Linked DNA regions of Zea mays: regions 1 and 2 are each linked to region 3. The links are chromatin contacts, called in public Hi-C maps. All regions are on one chromosome and are shown on one strand. The core of a region is the stretch at or near the end of the contact, and the rest is flanking DNA. Distances in the headings are between cores, read along the strand shown.

Region 1 (4,464 bases), core at 1,852-4,351, 140 kb before region 3:
CCCGGGCCGTGGCCCAGGCGGTTATGGGCCTGGGTCCGCCCCTGGTAGCGATGAAATGACCGAAATAGATATTTATTCAGTTTGTCTTTTTCTTTGATTACAAATAAATAGGTTATAGAATATATAATGCAAATTTATATTTTTGTTTTTAACATTGAGCTTGTAAAGATTCATAAAAGTTGAACTTCAAATTAATCACATATCTTTCAGATATTTTTTCACTTTTTTGTCGTAGGGAGCAAATAGTGCATAAAGATAACCTTAGGCTACAAATTCAGATATTTTTTCACTTTTTCACTCGGTTTTTTAGATGAAGGCTACAGACATATTATTATTCTTTGGGCTAGATGTCCATGGGAGAACAATGGTGTACCATGTTTCAATTGAATCACCGGCCATTATCTATGAGAATAATTCAGCTTGTGTTGTTCAGATAGAAACATCAAGAATAACATTAATAAACATATTGCTGCTAAACTGTTTTATTCCATAAACTTTAGGAAAATGGAGATATAAACAACTTGCACACAAAGTCTTGTGATAATCTTGTTGATTTATTCACAAAATCTCTAACATACTCCACGTTTCATAAATGTGTCGAGCGAATTGGTATGATAAAGCTTAAAGACTTGCAAAAATCAGGGGAGTAATTCTATGTGACGTTTAACCTGTTTTGAGTCATCATATTACATTCTTTTCTTTGTACGATGTCTTGCTAAAGTTTTCTCATCCAAAGTTTTTACAAGATAATATCAATTAAGCTATATGTTTTATCATTTATTTTCTCAATGGAGGGTTTTAAGAATGATGGTTATAAGCATACTTTCTTTTGAAAATCGATATAAGTTTTCGCTCATAATCCAAAAAAATGAGATACTTCTTATTTTTTTTCACTGGGTTTTTAAGGAGGAATGGAGAACAACTTAATCTTAGATTTCTTAATCACATATCTTTGAAGAACAGTTGAAGGATGATCAAATAAAATTAGAATTAATAAGGGGGAGTGTTAGAAAATAAACCATGTGATCTAATTTCAAGGGACAACAGTTGCTTTGGTGAATAGTTATGTCTGTCCATAAGGCACCCTTCCCCTTTGTATATATATATATGTAACCCCCTCATCAGTAATAAAGAAGGAAGTTAATTAGTCCAGGAACGTTAATGCAACAACAGCTGGGTTGATTTGATACTTTATCACAAGTGCTATGGGTTACCGTGGCTTGCTCCATGCACTCCGTGCCCTGCTGATGCCGTGGAGGAATGCCTTACAATTGGCTGGTCTGGGGAATTTTAAGAATTTTCAGTTCCCGCCGGACTATTACAATGGCCTTGCAGCGTTGTTCTTCAACACAAATGATGATGCCATCCGCAATCTATTCACCAGTGGCACCAAGAACGTGTTCCACATGTCCACTCTTTTCGTATTCTTCACTGCTATACTTGCTGGGGCTACATACATGCAGGCGCATAGTGGGGACCCTTCTTGTGGTCTGATATCGGACCATGATCCTGGACTGTTCGCACTTCTTGGCGCGACATCTTTCCTCGATCGGCGAAACAATGAGGATGACTGTGTCAGTCTGTGTGATACTTCTGGAGCTCATGTCGAACCATACATGAGGCACCTTGGTTGCTGGCGATGTTGTGTCTGGGCCACCGATCTTCTTTTCAGGCCGGCGTCGAGAGAGTGGGGAATATCGTTCAGGCGTTGAGGATCACAGGCCACAATGGGGTTCCAGTGGTCGACGAGCCACCTCTATCAGAGGCTCCAGATTCCAGAACTCGTTAGGCTTGTGCTTAGATCCCCACCTGCTAGTCATGCTAAAAGGCAAGGGCTTCATGAAAGAGAAGGTGAAGACCAGCGGTAGCTCCGTGCTTCAAAGATTTGGTGCCTTCGAGTTTGCCAAGCGCGGTTCAGGAAAGGGTCTGAAGATTGAGAACCTGGATTTCTCTGATGAGGAGATGGACATGTACGTCGATCTCCATCCAATTACAAATACGTCACCGTACACGGTGGTCGAGACCATGGCACTTGCAAAGGCCGCCGTCCTTTTCTGTGCTCTGGGACTAAAGGCACCTGCTCGCTGTGCCAAAGACCCCAGGGGTGAGCTCTCACTCTTCGAATCTTTCTCTAGAGATCAAATATTGCAGTGCTGGCCATTCTTTTGACAGCTCTCATTTTGTGTGTGTGTGTGTGTGTGTGACAAACTCTATCTGATAGCTAGTTTCTTTATTGTGCCACTGCAGAGACCTCCGATTGTTGGAATTCTGACGAGGCACGATTTCATGCCGGAGCATATTCATGGGCTGTTCCCAAACATACACAAGTCGCACTAATGGAGCACTGAATCAGTACCATATTTTGTTTTCGGTCGCCTTCACCGGTAGAAAAGAACTCAAACCATGTAGTAGTATATAATTTTTTACAGATGGTTTCGGTTATTAACTGTAAGCGCTATTTATAGTAACGGATCCTTAAAAAACGTTACTAGAAATCATATTTTTACAGACGGTTTGTTTCTAGTGGCGGTTTTCTTAAGTAACCGTTACTAGAAATCATTTTTATCTTTAATTTTATGAGTTGTACATCTCAAAAAGTTACGAAATTTTGTAGTTGACAACGTTTTTATTTGAAATCATCTTAGCTCTCAAAAGTTGCATCCGAGCTTGTCAAATTCAAAATGAAAGTTTTGCAAACGATCTCGGATAGAAAATGTATCAAAATAAAAGTTGTACAACTTCAAAAGTTATTCAACTTTATAATTGATAATTTTTTTAGTTAAGTTAATTTACGGCTTTAAATAATTAATTTACACTCAGTTAATTATAATATATGGGCAACAAAATCATATATAGTTATTATATGTCATGTTTGCTGCGCAAAAAAGAACCTTATCTGTCACGAAAATGCCCTTGCTTGCAGGGCAAGCGGATCGGCGTCCACATGGCGACGAGAGTTATCGTATTTGTAGCTGTCACATGCCCATGATCTCTCTGTCTCTCAGGATCCTTGGAAATTCGCCAGATCCTACTACAGCGACACCGGTGGCATGTACCAATCCAACCACCATAACATCGCATGGCCCGCATGCCAGTGCCGCAGTGGCCCAGGCAAAGCAAAGCAGCCCCAAGACACGGATCAAAAACCGAAAGGGGGTGAACAGTGACGGGGGGTGACACCATGATGCTTTTTTTCTTCTTCTGAAACTGCCCCTCTATATTCCGGCATGTGGTGTGGTGTCTCACCTGCTAAAAAGGCCCCCTTTTGTTGTTGTTGAGGAACCCACCATTCTCAATGGACCATGCCCTTTTTATTTCTTTCTTTTGTGTTTCTGTTCCCTCCTTCTCCTCTCCGCGGAATTACTGCGACGCCAATTGCAATTTGCAAGAGAATCTACAATAGCAAAGTCTTTCATCACTGTTGCAGTTTTTAATTGTCAAATTAGATCCCGTGTTTCTAGAGGCTTTTGAGCTTTGGTTCGTTCGCTGCACCATTGGTCTGGGACTGGGATTCTAGGGGATGGCTGGTCCACTTTCAGACTAAGAGCATCTCCAAAAGCTCCCCATAAGTCTCCCCTAAATCTATTTTTTTGGAAAAACACAAAAACATGTCTCCAACAGTTTCCCTAAAGCGCTCCTAACTTTTTCATAGCCCTTAAAACTCCCTCATTTGTAACTACAAATGAGGGGGTTTTTGGGCTCACCAGAAACAATCTACCACTTTAAGGGATCTGTTGGAGAAAGGATTAAAATCTACCCCCACTTATTATTTAGATGTCCCTTAAAACTGATTTTGAGGAGTCGTTTTATGGATAGCTCTTGGAGATGCTCTAACAGGTAACAGCCGATGTGCGTATACAGAACTAGGCCACCGTCTTGAGAGTATCCACATAATATATATACTATTAGTATTACTGGTCTACTACTAGAAGGATTAAATGCCTAAGAGCACTACAAGAAACTGGTTAAAGAATGTGGGTGAAAAAACCGTCGAACTTAATGTAATAGGTCGTCGAACTTACCATAAGAACGTGGGTTTACCGACGAATATAGCCGACGGCGATTTTTGGACGAACTTAAAGAAGTAAGTTCGACGGCCCCCACGTTCTTAAGGTTAAGAACGTGAGTACCGTCGAACTTAACATTAAGAACGTGGGTACCGTCGAACTTAAGGTTAAGAACGTGGGTTTTTAAGTTCGACGGGGCCGTCGAATTCTTTCCCATAAGTTCGACGGCACCCACGTTCTTAACCTTAAGTTCGACGGGGCCACGTGGCCGTCGAACTTATTGGTCCTGCGTGGGTCTGCGAGGGCTTCCCATTAAGTTCGACGGTACCCACGTTCTTAAACTTAAGAACGTGGGTACCCACGTTCTTAACTCTTTTCCAGAAAAAAATAAAAAATACAGAAATGAAAAATTAGACACACATAATATCACATGCAACACAGAATATCACATACAATA
Region 2 (4,467 bases), core at 261-2,760, 130 kb after region 3:
TGAATGAATAACCTCTCACTGGAAAAGATATAAGTGTTCTTCAATTCCCAGATAAACAAGAGGAAGAACTGTGCATATGTTAAGGACGGCCTCTGCAACCCATAACATAAATATAAACCTATAGTTTACCATAGAGTAACGCTTGAGAGTTTGAAAACAAAAGATGGTGCCTGTCTTCCTAATGTGATGAATCGCATGTCCTTTTTTGTGATGATGATTCGATCCCATACATTTTATATTTATGTTTCTACTAAGGTGCATCCAATTTAGCCAAGATACGATATTCTGTAGCATAAGGTAAGATGTACACATTTTTGCACTACCTGTTGTTATATACATAAGGATATGTATAATTGTTCAGGCAACCATAATCTTTAAGACAATACCGTGTTAACCAGATACTCTATAGTAATAGACAAGCGACTATGTGAATATAGTAGTCTAAAGAGTATTCAATTGTTGAATGATATGTGTTCATATGTAATACAATAGACGATACCTCTATAGTGCGAAAGTTGTCTAAGGGCTAGTTTAGAAACCTAATTTTTTCCAAGGGTTTTATATCTTTCAAGAGAAATTAGTTATTTTTTACTGGAAAAATAGAGTTTCCAAACTAACACTAAGAAAGTTTTTTCTCATACTTACTAGACGATGTCTTTGTAATTTTCTTTCAGGTTAGATAAAATTATACGTGATACCTCTCCTAAACTATTAATATCACCTAAACCTCTATACACGCCATAAAGGGTGCTACCGAGTGAGGAGGCAAACATTGGAACATTAATCTTAATGTACTTTCTCTGTTCCAAATATCGTTCACGCTTTTTGAGAAGTAAATATTTTTAACTTTGACCAAATATATACTCTCTACTTGACTTTTCCCCAAAATTGTAATCATTCGGCTTACTAAAAAACATGACATATCATTTATTTTGTTATAATTTATTTTATCAAGCGTGACTTAACATTTTACATTTCAAATAAAATGAGTGATTAATCTTTTGAAAAAATCAACCGCGTAATATACTTGTGAATAGATGGAGTATAAAACATTAATATTTATAATATATAACTAGTAGATAGACCGTTGAATTTAATTTTATAATAAACTTATTTTTAGATACAAATATTGCTAATTAATTTAAGAAAGTTTTACCGGTATAAATACCATAGCTACACTTATTTTCTCTGTATGTAATAATGTCACTTCAATTATTTTTATTTATTCGAGTCGGCAATACTTTGCTTTTCAGGAGCTGCCACTGCCACAGTGGTACGTGTACGTCTAGCATTTTGCTTCCCATCAGGATGGCCACATGCCTCGTTATGCAAATCCCAGCTGCAGCACATATTGTGCTTCCATCTCTAACAGGCCCCGAAGTCCTCAAGAATTACTCCAAAGCACAAAGCCAATCGGCAACGGGCCAACCGCTGGCAGCACAAACAGAACAGGGAGTCAATTACGGAACAACTGACGCCCTTATCTGTAAAATCAGATGTAAAGTAACGCAAAACCGCCCCCGGTTAAAAATTCCGAACGCATCACGCAATCGAGAAAAACACAAACCGAAAAACCTCCTCTACAGTCCCATCTAGGCGCCCCTCCTCGGCTCCGATCCAGTTTCGCCGGCGGCCATGTCGCAGCCGGCGGCGACGGTGGCCGCGGCGGCGCAGCCGCAGGGTCGCGGCCCCGCGGGGCGCCAGGGCGGCCTGGGGCAGAGCATCGCAGGCATCGTGCGGATGGCGGTGTTCTGGTACTTTGCGTCCAAGTTCTTCGGGCCCAAGCGCCCACCCGCGGACCCCGGGATGCTCATGTCCAACCTCTTCCAGAAGGGCGAGCCAATGGTGAGAACGTCCTCGGCCATCTTGCGAGATTTCGGTTCGAAGATGCGTCTTAGGTCGATCGCGGCTTGCTCGTCAGTGGGTTTAGGTTCTGTAGTGCGGGTAGTTTGGTTATGTTTGTTCTGATGTCAAGGTAATTTTAGGATTTAATTGTCTGACCTTTCCTTTGGTTGCTGTGATCCGGAAGCTGTAGTTGTTAGGGGCACTCATGGGTGCTGTTCGCAAGAGGAATTGACTACTTAGCGGACGCAGAAGCGTTTGTTTTTACTTGTTCGAGTGCAAGGGAGATATTTTCAGGCCTAGTGATCACCTCATATTGGTGTTCTGCATCACCAACATTCCTTTTATTGTGATAAAAAAGGATAGCGCTTTGGGTGTGTTAATTGGATCTCAGGAGGCTAAGCTGATTGTTGCTAATGATTTTTTCAGAAATAGTATAAACCCTAGAAGTTTTGTGAACTTTGGTCATGACATGCTGCTGCTGAATTCAGCAAGTTGTGTGAACATGTAGGTGCAGTGCTATTGGTGACTTTATGTTTAGAACTTTTGTAGTGTTTAAGCTAGGGTTTTGACTTTTGAATAATCTATTTGGGACAGAGGAGGGGTTGTTCGTTATGTTTATGCTGGAATGGAAATATCTCCTAGTTGTTTAGATTAGGTTTGGTGTGTTCAAGGTTGGCTGTTGGATTCAGTTTTCAAACTCTGTAATTGTACCATGTGGATTTTGTTGCTGTAGTATCAGCATATTCGACAAAATGTATAGTGCAGAGTTCATTCGTTAGGCCTTCCCTGGGCCAGTAGCCATTTTTGAATTTCTATAAACACCAAGTGCATTGTGGCTATTTTGCTGCAGGATATGTGGATGTATTTGTCAGAGAACGAGAAGTTCAACGATTTTGCTAATGAGGATGCACTTATTTGGCACGAGGCAAACATACCATATGCAGTCTGGGGACCTACCAGTACTAGAACACGGTCATTAACGTACTATCCGTCAGAGGTAGGCTACTAACTGCAGTAACATTAAACATTATTTCATGCATTTATGGTCTATTTCTTTTAAATTTTGTGTATGTACTGTTACAGGCTCTCAAGCATAATGGCTCTTTGTATGCTCATGTTTACTTCGCCCGTTCGGGTTATCCTGTGGACCCTACAGATCCAGAATATGAGCAGAAATCTTCGTTTGGGAGGACCCATCGTATGTATTATTGTTTTCCAGCATGATCTTCCTTTATATGATCTCGCATACTTATGTAATACTGATTACATTGTACCTGTCCTTTAGCTGTTGTGGCATTCTTGCCAAAATCAAAAGCTGGTAAAAAGAAGAGCTTGCTTGGAGATTCAGAAGAGCCTGAAGAGAAAGCACCGCGCAATAAGGTTATTGTTTTCATCCTTTGTCGCTCAAATTTATGGTATTCCTTGTATCTTCCAAGCTAACAAAATTCTTACTTGATCTGCAGGAGAATAAAGAATCTGAGGATAAAGATGAGGGTCCGACTGAATATATATCTTATTGGAAACCAAATGTAACAATAAATCTTGTTGAAGATTTCACACGGTATTCACAAAATCAAGCTCTGTTTCTAAGTTTGATTTGTACTGATTTTACTTGCTTGAGATTTATGTTCCTTTCAATATGTTGCAACATTGGCACATGATCCACCCCTCTCACCCTGCCCTTTTGACAGCTTAGCTATTAATCATTTTACCTTGCCTTGATAGTTACCACATTACCATGAAGTACTAAATTGGACATATGCCCCGTTATACAATTTCCAGTTGGTGACAAAATACTTTCAGTCTCCAGTGTAGCATTTATTTTAAACAAGATCGATGTTATTACAATGAATAAGAATTTCTGAATCAAGAGTTTGTATAACGTACCAACTTTTCTGAGGGCCACTTACAACCCTCGTCCAATTTGATATAGAAGCTGTTTGCATCATATGGTAATCACAAGGCGATACTGCTAAGCCTAAATATGGTTAAATTCAAGGTAGCACTGAGGTTATATTGACATGCAGATGAAACTACATGAGTTTTTCCCCTCTTAACAGCTCCAGGTTTTGCACCAGTCATTTTTAGCATATGTTTTTCTTGATCATATGACAAGACTTTGTTGTTATTGTTGTTGTATATAGCATCAGCTTTGCTGTTTATGTGTTCTTGTTGTTCTGTACATCCTCTCTACGTTATGTCTCCTCTTTGCTCTGTACATCTTCTCTATGTTATGCGTCCTCTTTAATCTGTCCATCGTCTCTGCATATGATTGACATTGCCCCGTTCACATTTTACAGGTATCCCAACAATAATGTACCTCCCATTGTTGCTCCATGTATCCTTAAACTGTAACAGATAGTAACATATATCATTTTTGTTTTGTGATAGTTCCACTTTTACACTTACAGCATAGATATTGTTCTTACTGGCTTACTGTTTTTTTCTTCAAAAATTTCATTGTTTGAACTTTGAATCCAACTAATGTTGAAAGCTGGAATATAGAAAAGTTACATGTTTTGAGAATGGTTTTGGTTTTCCTTTACAATAGCTTGACAGATCTGAATGTGGATCCAGTTACGGGCGATTATTATCCTACAGTATTCTTCAATGAGTTTTGGC
Region 3 (4,406 bases), core at 327-2,826:
CCCCTGCTCTGGTGCTTGCAGTACTAGGCTGCAGATGGGGCATTAGCGATTGGAAAATGTCAAAGAGGACAAGCAGCCAGCCAGCAACTGAGCAACAACCAATAGATGCATTTAGATTTAAAACTTTTGAAATAGTTGTATGAAATTTGAGTTTAGTAGACTAGTTATTGAATCAGTTATGACCATAGCGTGTGTGCTTAATTATAGGTTATACATATAATTAACTATATATGTCGATATACATGTTTTAATCTTCTAAAAAATCATCCTATAAAAAAATTCGAATACCCACTCTCTAAATCCTGGGCCCGCCACTGCCGTGGACGGGAGCTAGGAGCAGGGCTGCAACGGCGTGATGTGCACACATTGCCTCCGCGACAGCCTCCGAGACGCTCAGATCATCTCCAACTATCCCCCCATATTTCTCTCCTTATCTATACTTTCTATCATATTTTACTACATCACTCAAAAGATATTCCCTTCACATTTAGAACGTCTACAATCATTCACTCTATCCAGCTCCCAATATATATATATATATTATAATTTAGTTATTTGACATTTTTACATCAGTTTTTGAAGTTTGAAAAAATCATAAACTATTTATACTACCATAATGCACATTATTTTCATATTATCGTACTTAAATATGTTAATATTACATAGAAATATAGTGATTAAAGTATGAGGGGAGATTAGAACTCACCCCATATGTGGGGAGTTTCTTCAGTCTCCCCCTACATGCTTGTTTGGGTAATCTCAGATTGGAGTGGATTGAGGTGGTATGTGGTGTATTGAAGTGTAATATGAACTAATTTTTCTTTCAATCCCCTTCAATACACCTCAATCCATTTCAATCCCTCTACACCCAAACAAAGCCTACGGGGTAGACGGTAGGGGAGCTGTTGGAGGGGTTGCTCCCCAAATATTACTCTACCGGTTCGAAACCTGCGGACCCGTCCTGAACCGGCCCATTGCCAATCATAGCGGGCAGCCCACTTCATGCACGCACCGCGCATGTGAGTCGTGTCGAACGAAGGAGCAGCAAATGGGGGTGTCCGATCGATGTGAAGCGGGTCGGGTTGTTTCTTCTTTTGCTCAGCCTGTCTAGCGCCTGGGAGCCAGGCTCCGGCTGGCCAAGCCCAATGCAAGGGGAGGAATGTGCAGTGTTCGGTTGTCACTTGCCAGACTTCGCTGCCGCGTCTGGCTATTTTCTTCTGTCTCTGTGCTTTGGTGGGCATCACACGGCATCACGCGTCGCGAGCCAGGCGCTGCGCCGGAGGAATGAAGAATTTTTTTCCCGCCCGCCGCGGGCGGCGAGTCTGGCTGGCGGACTGGTTTTGCATTACACGAACCTGCTGTGGCCATTGGCCATTGCATCGCCGGGGTCTGGTTGGGGCGTTGTGCATTGCAGGGACCAAACGCACTCTGAGCCTCTTAGTTTACGGCCCAGCCCACGACGCACACCTCGTTCTCTGGGCGTCTGGAAGCAACAGGGGCACCAACCAGCTCGGCTCCTCCGTTCCGCCCATAAAAGATGCGCCCCACTCATTTCTGTTTCATTCCCTTCTCCATCCACAACTGTCCTCCACACACACCCACACACGCCACACTGAGGAGCCCTGAGCCCTCCGCCCTTAAACCCTAGCGAGCGAGCCAGCGAGAGGTCTCATCCCCACCAACACCACCCATGGAGCTCCGCCTCTACCACCTCGCGCTGCTGCTCGGCCTCGTCGCCTGGGCGGCGGCTGCTGCCACGGGAGCCGAGGCGCAGCCGGTGTGCGACCCCTCCATCATCGCCACCCAGATCGCGCTCTTCTGCATGCCGGACATGCCCACGGCGCCCTGCTGCGAGCCGATCATCGCCTCCGTCGACCTCGGCGGCGGCGTCCCCTGCCTCTGCCGCGTCGCCGCCCAACCGCAGCTCGTCCTCGCCCGCCTCAACGCCACCCACCTCCTCGCGCTCTACGCTTCCTGCGGAGGACAACACACCGTGGGCGCTCACCTCGCTGCCGCCTGCCAAGGTACATCACGGTCGCACTCTCTCTCTCTCTCTCTCTCTCTCTGTGCGTGCGTGACCTGTGCGCGTGAGTGCGGTGTGTGCGCGAGGGTGTGTGTTCGCTCGGATCGAGTGGTGGTCTGCCGTGATCCTAGTGTACTGTTCTACTGTGTCTTCGGATTTGGTTTTTGAGCTTTTGGCGTGCGTTTTTGTGTCATGGTATTTCGTTGCGAGTTCCCGTCTTCCGCTGTGGCGACGAACCCGTACCGTACGTCTTGATAAAGTTTGTTCGATTTTTCTTCGCAAGAGCGCTACTACTGGGTGGGCATATTTGGGGCGAGATCACCAGTGGCTCCATAGTCCATACGCGCGCGACTCGTGTTTTTTAGCCTATTCTATTTGGCCTGAATTTTGAAAAAGTTTGTTCGTTTAATTGGTTGCCTTCTCTGGGCTTGTTTTGCCCCATTGATCACGTGACCCGTTTCTGATGTTTTTGCTTACTGAAATATACATTTGCTTTAGTATTAAGCGACGCACGGACGCTGCGTTTCTTTTTCACTTATTCCTTTTTGCGTCATTGTCTGCTTGTTCTTTGTTGCTCGAAAGTTTGCTGGCCTGAATTCTGAACATAGAGAGTAACTGCCCTCTGGGCTCTGGCCTCTGCAGGAGCAGGCTGCAAGCCGGTTGCAGAACCTGCAGCAGCGCTGCAGCCTTTCAGGATGCCGGCAAAGACCAGCCCCGTTTCTCTTGCCCGTTTGTTTTCTTGGCCCGCACGAAATGGCGCCGCGTCGCATGCTTTTCTACGCGAGAGACGATACTGCCCTTGCACTAATTATCACTCTTGTTGTTTTATTTTTGAACGTGAAATTATTGCATGTCTGGGCGGACTATAACGCTGTTAAAAACTTAAAATCACGTGCTATTGCCTGCAGGTCCGTCACCTCCCGCCACCGTTCCTGTTATCGCCCCGCCGCCGCCCGCCGCGCCCCGCCTCAAGCAGCCAACACGTACGAAGCCGCTGTCACCTAGTCTGCTCTGTGCTATTTCCGCTTTAACTTTTCGCGCGCTCTGTTTGATTGATGCGAGAATTGGACTAATCCGTGCTGTGCATAATTTTCTGTTGCGATGTTTGGCAGGCGAGGCCCCTCCCCCTCCGCCACAAAGCGAGAAGCCGTCCCCGTCGCCCCAGCAGCAGCCTGGCGTCGCCGCCGCCCACGGCAAGGCCATCCCCACCAGTTCGGCCGCCAACTTCTCCACGCTGGCGCCGGCCGCCGCGCCCACGACTCCCACGCCACCACACTCTGGCTCCGACAACGGGTGCGTCGTCGTCTCCTCCACGATTGTCATCTTCGTCATCGCCGTTATCACCATCCTCGAATGAGCCTCACGGCGCCGGCCCGGCCGGCCGCCAACCATCGCCGGTGCCTGGATAGAGCCCGTAGCAGCAGCAGAAGTCGTAGTGCAACTCGTTTTCAAGATCCCCCTTTGGCAGTAGTAGTAGTATCATCACCAGTGGTAGCTAGTGCCACTAGGTCATCGTAGTTCTGTTGCATCTCAGTATAGTAACGTGATGGCTGGTCTGGCGTTTTTTCTGCTTGGTGTCGACCCATAGATCGATCACTTGCCTGGACGAAGTGAGTCGATCTAATAAGAGAATGGACTGTGGCCGAGGGGAACACTGCTTTTTTTGGTTGGTTAATCTTGTCTCCGTAGTTGAACTATGGTTTCGGAATTCGGATGGATGGTGATGGAATAAATCTTGGATGGTTCGATCTGGACCTTATTTTTTTTCTTGCTCATGATATATGCACATGGTAATGGAATGTGAACTTAGATACACATGGCTCGTTATTTTTATCTTAGCTTATTATTGTTTCTGTTTCTGATCCCATGTTGCTTGTTGTAGTGAAGTTTTTGGCTCTGCTTGTGTTTTTTCTCGTTTGTTGCTGATGATAAGTTGATGCTTAATGGTCATAGTCTAATTTTACCTGTAGCATGTCCTATCTAATCTAATTATCTCGTCGTAGCTTAATATTCCCCCTGCATATTGTTGTGTTGGTCATGGTTTTACCAGCAGTGCTTTTGAACCTTTTTGGATGATGGATTTCATGTGGACTGCTATGTATGTGGTACTGCCGACAAACTTTGTAGAAACATGAATGAATCGTCAACAATATAGTTTCACTATTTTATGGAAGTATGTCATCTCTTTCCCGTTTGTCTGAAATTTAGAAGTCCGAACCTGAATGAATTGTCGACGTAGTTTCAGTAGTTGTACAGTTTTGTATTGAAAACTTAAACATATAGTCCGTGGCTCCATCCCTTAATTAGTGGCTTTCATCGCATTTGATTCTTTTCACATGAATATGTTTATCTATTAATTAACCAATTAAAAATAACTAAAAAG

Evidence for each region. Hi-C and Micro-C count contacts between places; a contact is called where the count stands out from the background.
Region 1: a contact with region 3 is called in a Hi-C map of tassel, with 5 times the contacts expected there. The contact joins the enhancer-like site here to the promoter of LOC100272822 in region 3. A contact is called at or near these places in 7 of 25 Hi-C or Micro-C datasets (ear, leaf, leaf mesophyll and 2 more).
Region 2: a Hi-C map of tassel shows a contact between it and region 3, with 3 times the contacts expected there. The contact joins the promoter of LOC100381598 here to the promoter of LOC100272822 in region 3. A contact is called at or near these places in 4 of 25 Hi-C or Micro-C datasets (ear, leaf and tassel).

The regions. Positions count from the first base shown.
Region 1 is chr2:49,156,575-49,161,038 of Zm-B73-REFERENCE-NAM-5.0, forward strand. It overlaps the pseudogene LOC103648624. Among protein-coding and RNA genes, the nearest start is that of LOC103646416, 20 kb to the right of the region's middle. Within about 2 kb of position 3,102, at least 17 of the 20 cell types and tissues checked have an H3K27ac peak or open chromatin away from gene starts, as enhancers often do. A contact at or near this core is called in ear, leaf, leaf mesophyll and 2 more, where this site is marked.
Region 2 is chr2:49,433,457-49,437,923 of Zm-B73-REFERENCE-NAM-5.0, forward strand. It overlaps LOC100381598, which reads left to right and starts at 1,511. Exons shown (of 12, transcript NM_001329499.1): 1 at 1,511-1,845; 2 at 2,696-2,842; 3 at 2,929-3,043; 4 at 3,131-3,225; 5 at 3,309-3,406; 6 at 4,146-4,183; 7 at 4,405-4,467. The coding sequence starts at 1,636.
Region 3 is chr2:49,302,495-49,306,900 of Zm-B73-REFERENCE-NAM-5.0, forward strand. It overlaps LOC100272822, which reads left to right and starts at 1,577. Exons shown (of 3, transcript NM_001147275.1): 1 at 1,577-2,024; 2 at 2,932-3,006; 3 at 3,136-3,787. The coding sequence starts at 1,691. The coding sequence ends at 3,380.